Linked DNA regions of Mus musculus: region 2 is linked to region 1. Evidence: chromatin contacts called from public Micro-C data. All regions are on one chromosome and are shown on one strand. The core of a region is the stretch at or near the end of the contact, and the rest is flanking DNA. Distances in the headings are between cores, read along the strand shown. Region 1 overlaps Gm30881 (a long non-coding RNA gene). Region 2 has its middle 9.3 kb from the start of 2410003I16Rik.

Evidence for each region. A called contact is a pair of places that touch in the nucleus more often than the background predicts.
Region 2: a contact with region 1 is called in a Micro-C map of embryonic stem cells, with 2.9 times the contacts expected there. The contact joins two enhancer-like sites. A contact is called at or near these places in 2 of 484 Hi-C or Micro-C datasets (both in embryonic stem cells), 1 of 115 datasets of contacts at active chromatin or transcription factors (embryonic stem cells) and 3 of 9 other capture datasets (adipose tissue, embryonic stem cells and pancreatic islet).

The regions. Positions count from the first base shown.
Region 1 is chr16:93,814,704-93,818,283 of GRCm38.p6, forward strand. The region is part of intron 1 of Gm30881 (a long non-coding RNA gene); the gene reads right to left. Among named protein-coding and RNA genes, the nearest start is that of Morc3, 16 kb to the right of the region's middle. Within about 2 kb of position 1,843, at least 237 of the 459 cell types and tissues checked have an H3K27ac peak or open chromatin away from gene starts, as enhancers often do. A contact at or near this core is called in embryonic stem cells, where this site is marked.
Region 2 is chr16:93,999,522-94,003,101 of GRCm38.p6, forward strand. It overlaps a transcript of Cldn14 not described here. Among named protein-coding and RNA genes, the nearest start is that of 2410003I16Rik, 9.3 kb to the right of the region's middle. Within about 2 kb of position 2,035, at least 13 of the 459 cell types and tissues checked have an H3K27ac peak or open chromatin away from gene starts, as enhancers often do. A contact at or near this core is called in embryonic stem cells, where this site is marked.

The sequences.
Region 1 (3,580 bases), core at 593-3,092:
AAAAATCAATATGTTCTTTATATCATCAGTTTCTATTAGACCATGAATGTCAACTCTGATGTCTGCTTACAAATTTAGCACTGAGCTGGCTAGTTTTATGTCAACTTGTTAAAGTCAAAGTCATCTGAGAGGAGGAAATACCTTAACAAGATCTAGCTGTAGGTGCTGGAGGCATGGCTCAGCGGTTAAGAGCGCTGAGTTCATCTGTGATGGGATCCAAAGCCATCTTCTGGTGTGTCTGAAGACAGCTACAGTGCACTCACATATATAAAATAAATAATTCCAAAAAAAAAAAAAATCTAGCTGTAGGGTATTTTCTCAATTAGCAATTGATGGAGGAGGGCCCAGCAAAAAAGCAGAGCCGAGCAATCCATGAGGAGCAAGCCAGTGAGCAGCACCCTCCGTGTCCTCTGACTCCGTCAGCCCGGTCCCCGTCAGCCCCCAGCCCTCGTCAGCCTCCGCCCCAGGCAGTCAGCTCCTGCCCAGTTTGAATTCTGGTCCTTGACTTGCTTTGATGATGAGCAGTGATATGGAATCGTGAGCCAGATAAACACTTTCTTTCTCAACTTGCTTTTTGGTCATGACATTTCATCCTAACAATAGAAATCCTAAGTAAGACAAGCACCTTTTCTCTTCTTGATATCATATGCTATGCAATGGGGTGCAGTAAAGAAACTGCCAACATGACTGCTCCATTAGGGGAAAGGTGTGTTTTGTTTTGTGGGTTTTTTTTTGGGGGGGGGGGGGACAATCCAGAGGCATTTGGAAGTGTCTAGAGGAGAGAAAGGTGTGAGGGGCGGGGAGTGGGGAGGGGGCTGTAAGACCTCAGGGAGGACCAAGCATAGGGCTGTAAAGACAAGGGAGTGCACAGCTTGGGGAGGGCCTCTTGGGGGCGGGGGGGGGGGGGGATGGAAAGCCCATTTCACAAGTTCCAGAGAAATGCTGGCTGGCTTTTTTCTAACCACCACAAACCCTATAGTCTAGTTTGAGCTGATTTCTAAACAAATGGAGGACCTGTGACCTAACAGGTATCTAAAAGAGCTTTACCGATTTCTGCAAACACATACTACTTAATCTATATTTATTACCGGTTCCTCCTACATAAACTTATCCAAGGGGAAATTTTTTTAAAAGGCATCACAAAGAAGATGTGCATGCAGATGTTCCCTGCGGCAAAGGCCTGAAGGGTGGCGTGAGGGCTCGGGCTAACTGAGCTTGATTGGCTTTCACAGCATGCTCTGTCCTGGCAGACGTCCATACCTCAGCTTCTAGGTTTTGTTTTGTCTGTTTTGTTTTGTTTTTGGTACGGAGTCATCTATCTTCCTGCCTCCACCTTTTACATGTGATGATCACAGCTGTGTGCGATGATTCTCATGACCACTCTGTATAGGAAGGAGCTCAAACCCAGGGCTAAGCCAGCCCTCTGCCAACCCAGCCACATCTCCAGGCTCTCGGTGCCTCGGGTTGATATTTTCTTTCTTCCTAATGAACGAGTTTCAATACCCACATTGAAGCCAGTTCAATTCCTCCCAGAAGTGGTGAAATTGACCCAAAGAACCACTACACTGAGACAAGCAGTGTTTTGGCAGGGGCGGTGCTGGCCGAGGGTAACAGGCACAAATAGCAACACTCTTGGTATTCTTCTAACAGGCCAGCGTTTAGGAGACAAAGACCTTCAAGGGTGTTGGTGTGAGTGAAGGCTGTGTGTGCAGGCATGAAGAGATCCCTCCTACCGGGCCCGCCTCACTTGCAAGGTTTCGATTCTTACTGTCCTGTTAGCATTTCTAAGGCAGCAGAGCCAAGGCTCAGAGCAGAGCCAGGAACTGAAACCAAACTCTCTCAGACTTTAGAACTCTGCACTCTCAACCTCAGCTCCGAGAAAGCGGAACAGGAAAGAGGCATCCGCTACAGCTACAGCGAAAGCTGGTTTGTTCTGGTTTCTTGGGCCACACCACCCATCTCTGACTTCCTGGAAACCCGCCAAAGCTGGGGCCACAGCATAGAGGAGGAGGAAGGCACAGAAGGAAATGAAGTAGAATGGGGCCAATCCACTGAACCTGGGAGCCAGTTGCCTTCCTTGATGAGTGTCAAGGAATACCACTCAATGCCACTGGTAAAAAGCCACATATCTGCAGAGATAATATATGTTCCTAAAGACAGCTCACACATAGCAAAAACAAACGCTTGAGATGCCTTCTTAACATATCAAAGTGAACTTGGCTCCCAGGTTCTCCCAGAATCCTTTGGTCTGCATGCCCTCCCCCCTCCCCTAAACTTCTCTAGTCCAGCTGACTGGGCTGCTGCTCATCCCTAGAGAATCCAACCATCTTGGTTACTGCTCCTCTTTTGGACATCCTGGATATTACAGCCGGCTCCCTTCTCTCTCCTCTCCCTTCCTGAGTCCTCCCTCCTCTCACATGGCTCAGAATCAGGTGTCCACTCTAGGCTCTTCCGGAAGTCCCTGCCTCTGATTATGCCGTCCCTTTTATCTGTAATAAACCTTCTCCTGCCGGGCGTTGTGGAGCAGACTTTTAATCCCAGCCCTCGGAAGGCAGAGACAAGCAGATCTCTGAAAGTTTGAGAACAGCCTGGTCTACAGAGTGAGTTCTAAGACAGCCAGGGCTACACAGAGAAACCCTACCTCAGTGATAATAATAATGGATGATGATGATGATGATAAACCTCCTCCTCTACCATACATAGGAGCAATCACATTCTTTCCATTCTCGTTTCTTCTTACATCCATACTGTGCTCACTTGGGGTCAGAAGATTTGTAACCCTGAGTTTCAACCTGTTGATACTGTGTCTAAAACCTAGCTACACACTTCCAGGAGCCATGGGAACAGTTCCGTTCACAAAAGGAAAGTCAGAAGGAAATCAAGTCAACAAGCACAAAGCTTTTTCTTAAGGTTTAAGCTTTGTTTAACCTTTTTCAGATGGGTAGTAAATTATGCTCTTTAAACAATGTAACTGGCCGGGGCGTGGTGGCACATGCTTTTAATTCCAGCACTTGGGAGGCAGAGGCAGAGGCAGGTGGATTTCTGAGTTCGAGGCCAGCCTGGTCTACAAAGTGAGTTCCAGGACAGCCAGGGCTATACAGAGAAACCCTGTCTTGGCAGGGGGGGGGGGGCGGGGGGGGCACGATGACGGGGGACGACAAGGGTGGGGGGGACAATGTAACTGAGAGAGCCACAGGGTCCACAGATGCGACTCTCCCTTGAGAAGCCCATCCACCACAGTTGTATTAGACTTTCCCAGAGTGCCTCTCTTTGTATTAACCCCCGTGCTTAATCTGTGTCATAAACTGCAACTCTGCTTCATATTGCTTGTCCTAACGTTCTTCTCTACAGTGAGGGAAAAAAAAAAAAACAAAAAAACAAAAAAACAAAAAAAATCTGTAATAGGACCCAATGCCCTCTTCTAGTGTTTCTGAAGACAGCTACAGTGTACTCATACAAATAAAATAAATACATCTTAAAAAAATAAAAAGGAGTGTGTATGTTCTCTGGTGGACTTACCTCCAACATTCTGGAGGTAGCAGCAAGATTCCAGACATTGACACACCAGGACACCAGGGGG
Region 2 (3,580 bases), core at 785-3,284, 190 kb after region 1:
GTGGCTTGAGTTTCACTACTACATCACCTGTTGCAATGGCTGTTTGGAGAAAGGAAGAGAACCAGTGGCGTTATACACACATAAAAACATGCGGCCATGAAGACAGCTACACCGAACAATTCATATACATTAATAAAAGAGATCAAGAGGAGACCCAGCCTCCAGTGAACAGGAAGAAACTGGACCACGATCACTGGAGAAGACGCAAATGTGACGCATGTCTGAAAGGAACAAGCTCTCTTGAAGTTTTTCGATGCTTTCTGAGGTATATGGTGATGGTGGCCCCAAGTGACCTTGGTACTGTCTATAATACCTTTTAAAAAAGAGATCTATTTATTTATTTTATGTATATGAGTATACTGTAGCTGTACAGATGGTTGTGAGCCATCATGTGGTTGCTGGGAATTGAATTTAGGACCTCTGCTTGCTCCGGTAGGCCCCACTCACTCTGGCCCAAAGATTGATTTATTATTATAAATAAGTACACTGAAGCTGTTTTCAGACACACCAGAAAAGGGCATCAGATCCTACTACAGATGGTTGTGAGCCACCATGTGGTTGCTGGCATTTGAACTCAGGACCTTCAGAAGAGCAGTCGGTGCTCTTAACTGATGAGCCATCTCCCCATACTTTCTATGTTCAAATGCATGTGCACCCACACACATACATGGATGTGGAAGCCAGAGGTCAACATTAGGTGTCCTCTCCATCATTTCCTACCTGAGTTTTTGAGACAGTGTCTCCCAGTAAGACAGGGGTCTCTCTGCCTTAGACTGGCTGACCAGCGAGCCCCAGGGACTCCTTTGTCTCTCCAGCATTGGGATTACAGGCTGGGGCCGCTATATCTGGGTTTTACAGGGAACTGGAGAAGTAACCACAGGTCCTAGTATTTTCAGGGCAAGCACTTTACTGACTGAGCCACTTCTCCAGCTCTACAGTAACAAAAACACATAGGTGCATCTGTTAAATCTGCAAATCTGGTACATGGATGTTCGTATTTTGTTATTTCCTGCAATATAAAATAAAATGGGAAGGCTGGAAGCAAATAAATAAATACATAGAAAATAAGGCGAAAGTGTCTAAGGGAGAGATCTGCCTTTTGTTTCCTTCTCTCCCATATCCCAATGGTTCTATGTAGAAAGCCACACATTCTTTAAGTTTTTGGTTTTTTTTTTTTTTTTAAAGCAGCAATATTAGCTGCACAGTTTAGAAATGATTCAGATCGGGGAGAGGGCATTCATTGAGCAGAGAACTGTATAGACCAGGCTCCTCCCCCTCTGCCTGCAATGTGTTATAGAAGCAGCTGTCACATGTGTTTAGGAGGAGGGTGCTATGGTTAGCATGTATTAACATACAACCCACGTACCACCCGTATGTCTTACAACACTGAGCCCGTGTGACAGCACTAAGGTCCCTGTCGGTCGTTTCAGTTCTGTTCTTTTTGCCCAAAACATGGTCAAAGGTGTTTATGGGGCATGTAGGCTTCCTTCTGACTCTCATCCAGGGTGACACCCCAGGATGCAGGATCAGACCTGGTTGGAAGGCTTCCAGGAGGCTGAAGAGGGAGTGAACTTCATCTGTGAGGGAGTGAACTTCAGACCCACCCCCAGACAGAAGAGATGGAGGTTCTTGGAAGGCGATGCCCTTTGGAACTGAAGACCATACCGTTACCTCCAGGTGCCCTGATTGATGGAGACAGGCCCTGCCAGATTCCAGGAGAGCAAGCGGACTGGGAGTGACATTTTCTTGGACTGTCACCAGGGATTATAAAGAACGTTCCTCACCCCTACGTGTCTAAGGTATGAGGGATAAAGGTCAATATATCGGGAATCGAAATGATAAAAGACACAGTGATGGGTTTCCCTGGGAAAAGCCGACGTCTGGAGGCAGCATCCTAGCCTGGCTCACGCTCTCCCTAAAATGAGATCAGCTAGCTTCGGCTGCCTCCAGAGCACCGTAGGCCTTATACTGGCTCTAACTGGTGCAGACAGGGAAGTCTTTTGTCATTCTGGTTCTGATATACTCTGGGCTTGTTATTTGAGACCTTTGCTGCTAGAGTTTGGTTGGCTTGGTTTGGGCCTCTGTAAACACAGGCTTGGTGTAGCCAGGATCTGTGCAGGGGCCCCTGTGGGTTGTGGCCATGGGAACCGCATGTATTCCTCCAACAAATGGGAGCACCTCAGAGTGTATTAGGTCCCTCTGTCTCCTCCTCTTTCTTCTCTTCTTTCTCCTCCCTCTGTTTTGTTTGTTTTGAAAGAGTCTCACTATGTCGTCCAGATTGTCCTTGAACTTCTTATGTAACTCAGGCTGGCCTTAAACCTGTGGACTCCACTTCTTGAGTGCCAGAACACAGACACGTGATTCAGGGGAGCGTGGCCCCTGTGCACCTCACCGTGGGTAACCCACCGTGTAGAATACTCTTTCTCTAACCATCAAGCTCCACAGCGGATGAGAGCTCTTGGGGAAGCAGAGACCGAAGAGGGGGATTTGATTTTCTTAGCATCCATCATACTCAGCCACATGAGCCAAGAGATTCATCACCACAGCCAGCCTGCTACATGGTAATAAATGGATACCAGTGTTCTTTCTTATCAGGCTAAGAATGCTGAAGCCTGGCTGCATTCCGGGCCGGACCCCACCCCCACCCCCACCCCCGCCCAGAGAGTATAGGAAATTAGATTTTTTTGTTGTTGTTGCTTGCTTGCTTGCTTGTTTTTTATATCTTATTTAACGTGTGCGAGTGTTTTGACTGAATGTATGTCTATATACCACTTGTGTGCCTCTTGTCCATGAAGGCCAGAAGAGGGCATTTTGGATCCCCTGGAATTGGGGTTACAGATGGTTGTGAACCACCATGTGGATGCTGGGAATTGAACTCAGGTCCTCTGGAAAAACAGTCAGTGCTTTTAATCACTTAGCCATCTCTCCAGCTCTAGATTCATTTAAAACAAAACAAAGTAAGACAAAACAAAAAACAAACAAACAAAAAAAAAACAAAAAACAAAAACAAGTGTTTTGAAAAACTGTGATCAAAATTGTGGGCTCTTGGCTGGAGAGATGGCTGAACAGTTAAGAGCACTGACTGATCTTCCAGAGGTCCTGAGTTCAAATCCCAGCGACCACATGGTGTTTACGACCATCTGTAATGGGATCCAACACCCTCTTCTGGAGTGTCTGAAGACAGCAACAGTATGTACATACTCAAATAAATAAATAAATAATAAATCTTTTTAAAAAAGTTGTGGGCTCTGTTATCTGGAATTCTGACTTAAGTTTTGACTTTACTACTAAGTAAAGGTGGCTTGGCAAATTATTAATTTAAGCCCTAGTTTCATTGCTATAAAATAGGTCTAAGGCGGATCCTAACTGCACAATTCAATCCTTGGATGGGCTGAGAAACTGATGCATGAACATCACCAGACTCATTCCTGCTGAATAGCAGGTGGCCCCCAAATCGATCACTGTGTCTAACCTTGTCCCCTCCCTGTCCTGTGCCCAAAGCAGGATGGAGTGTACCAAATGATAGTTAGAGGCTACATCTGTGCAGAGTTACGCTGTGGGACCTGAGAAGTGGAAGACC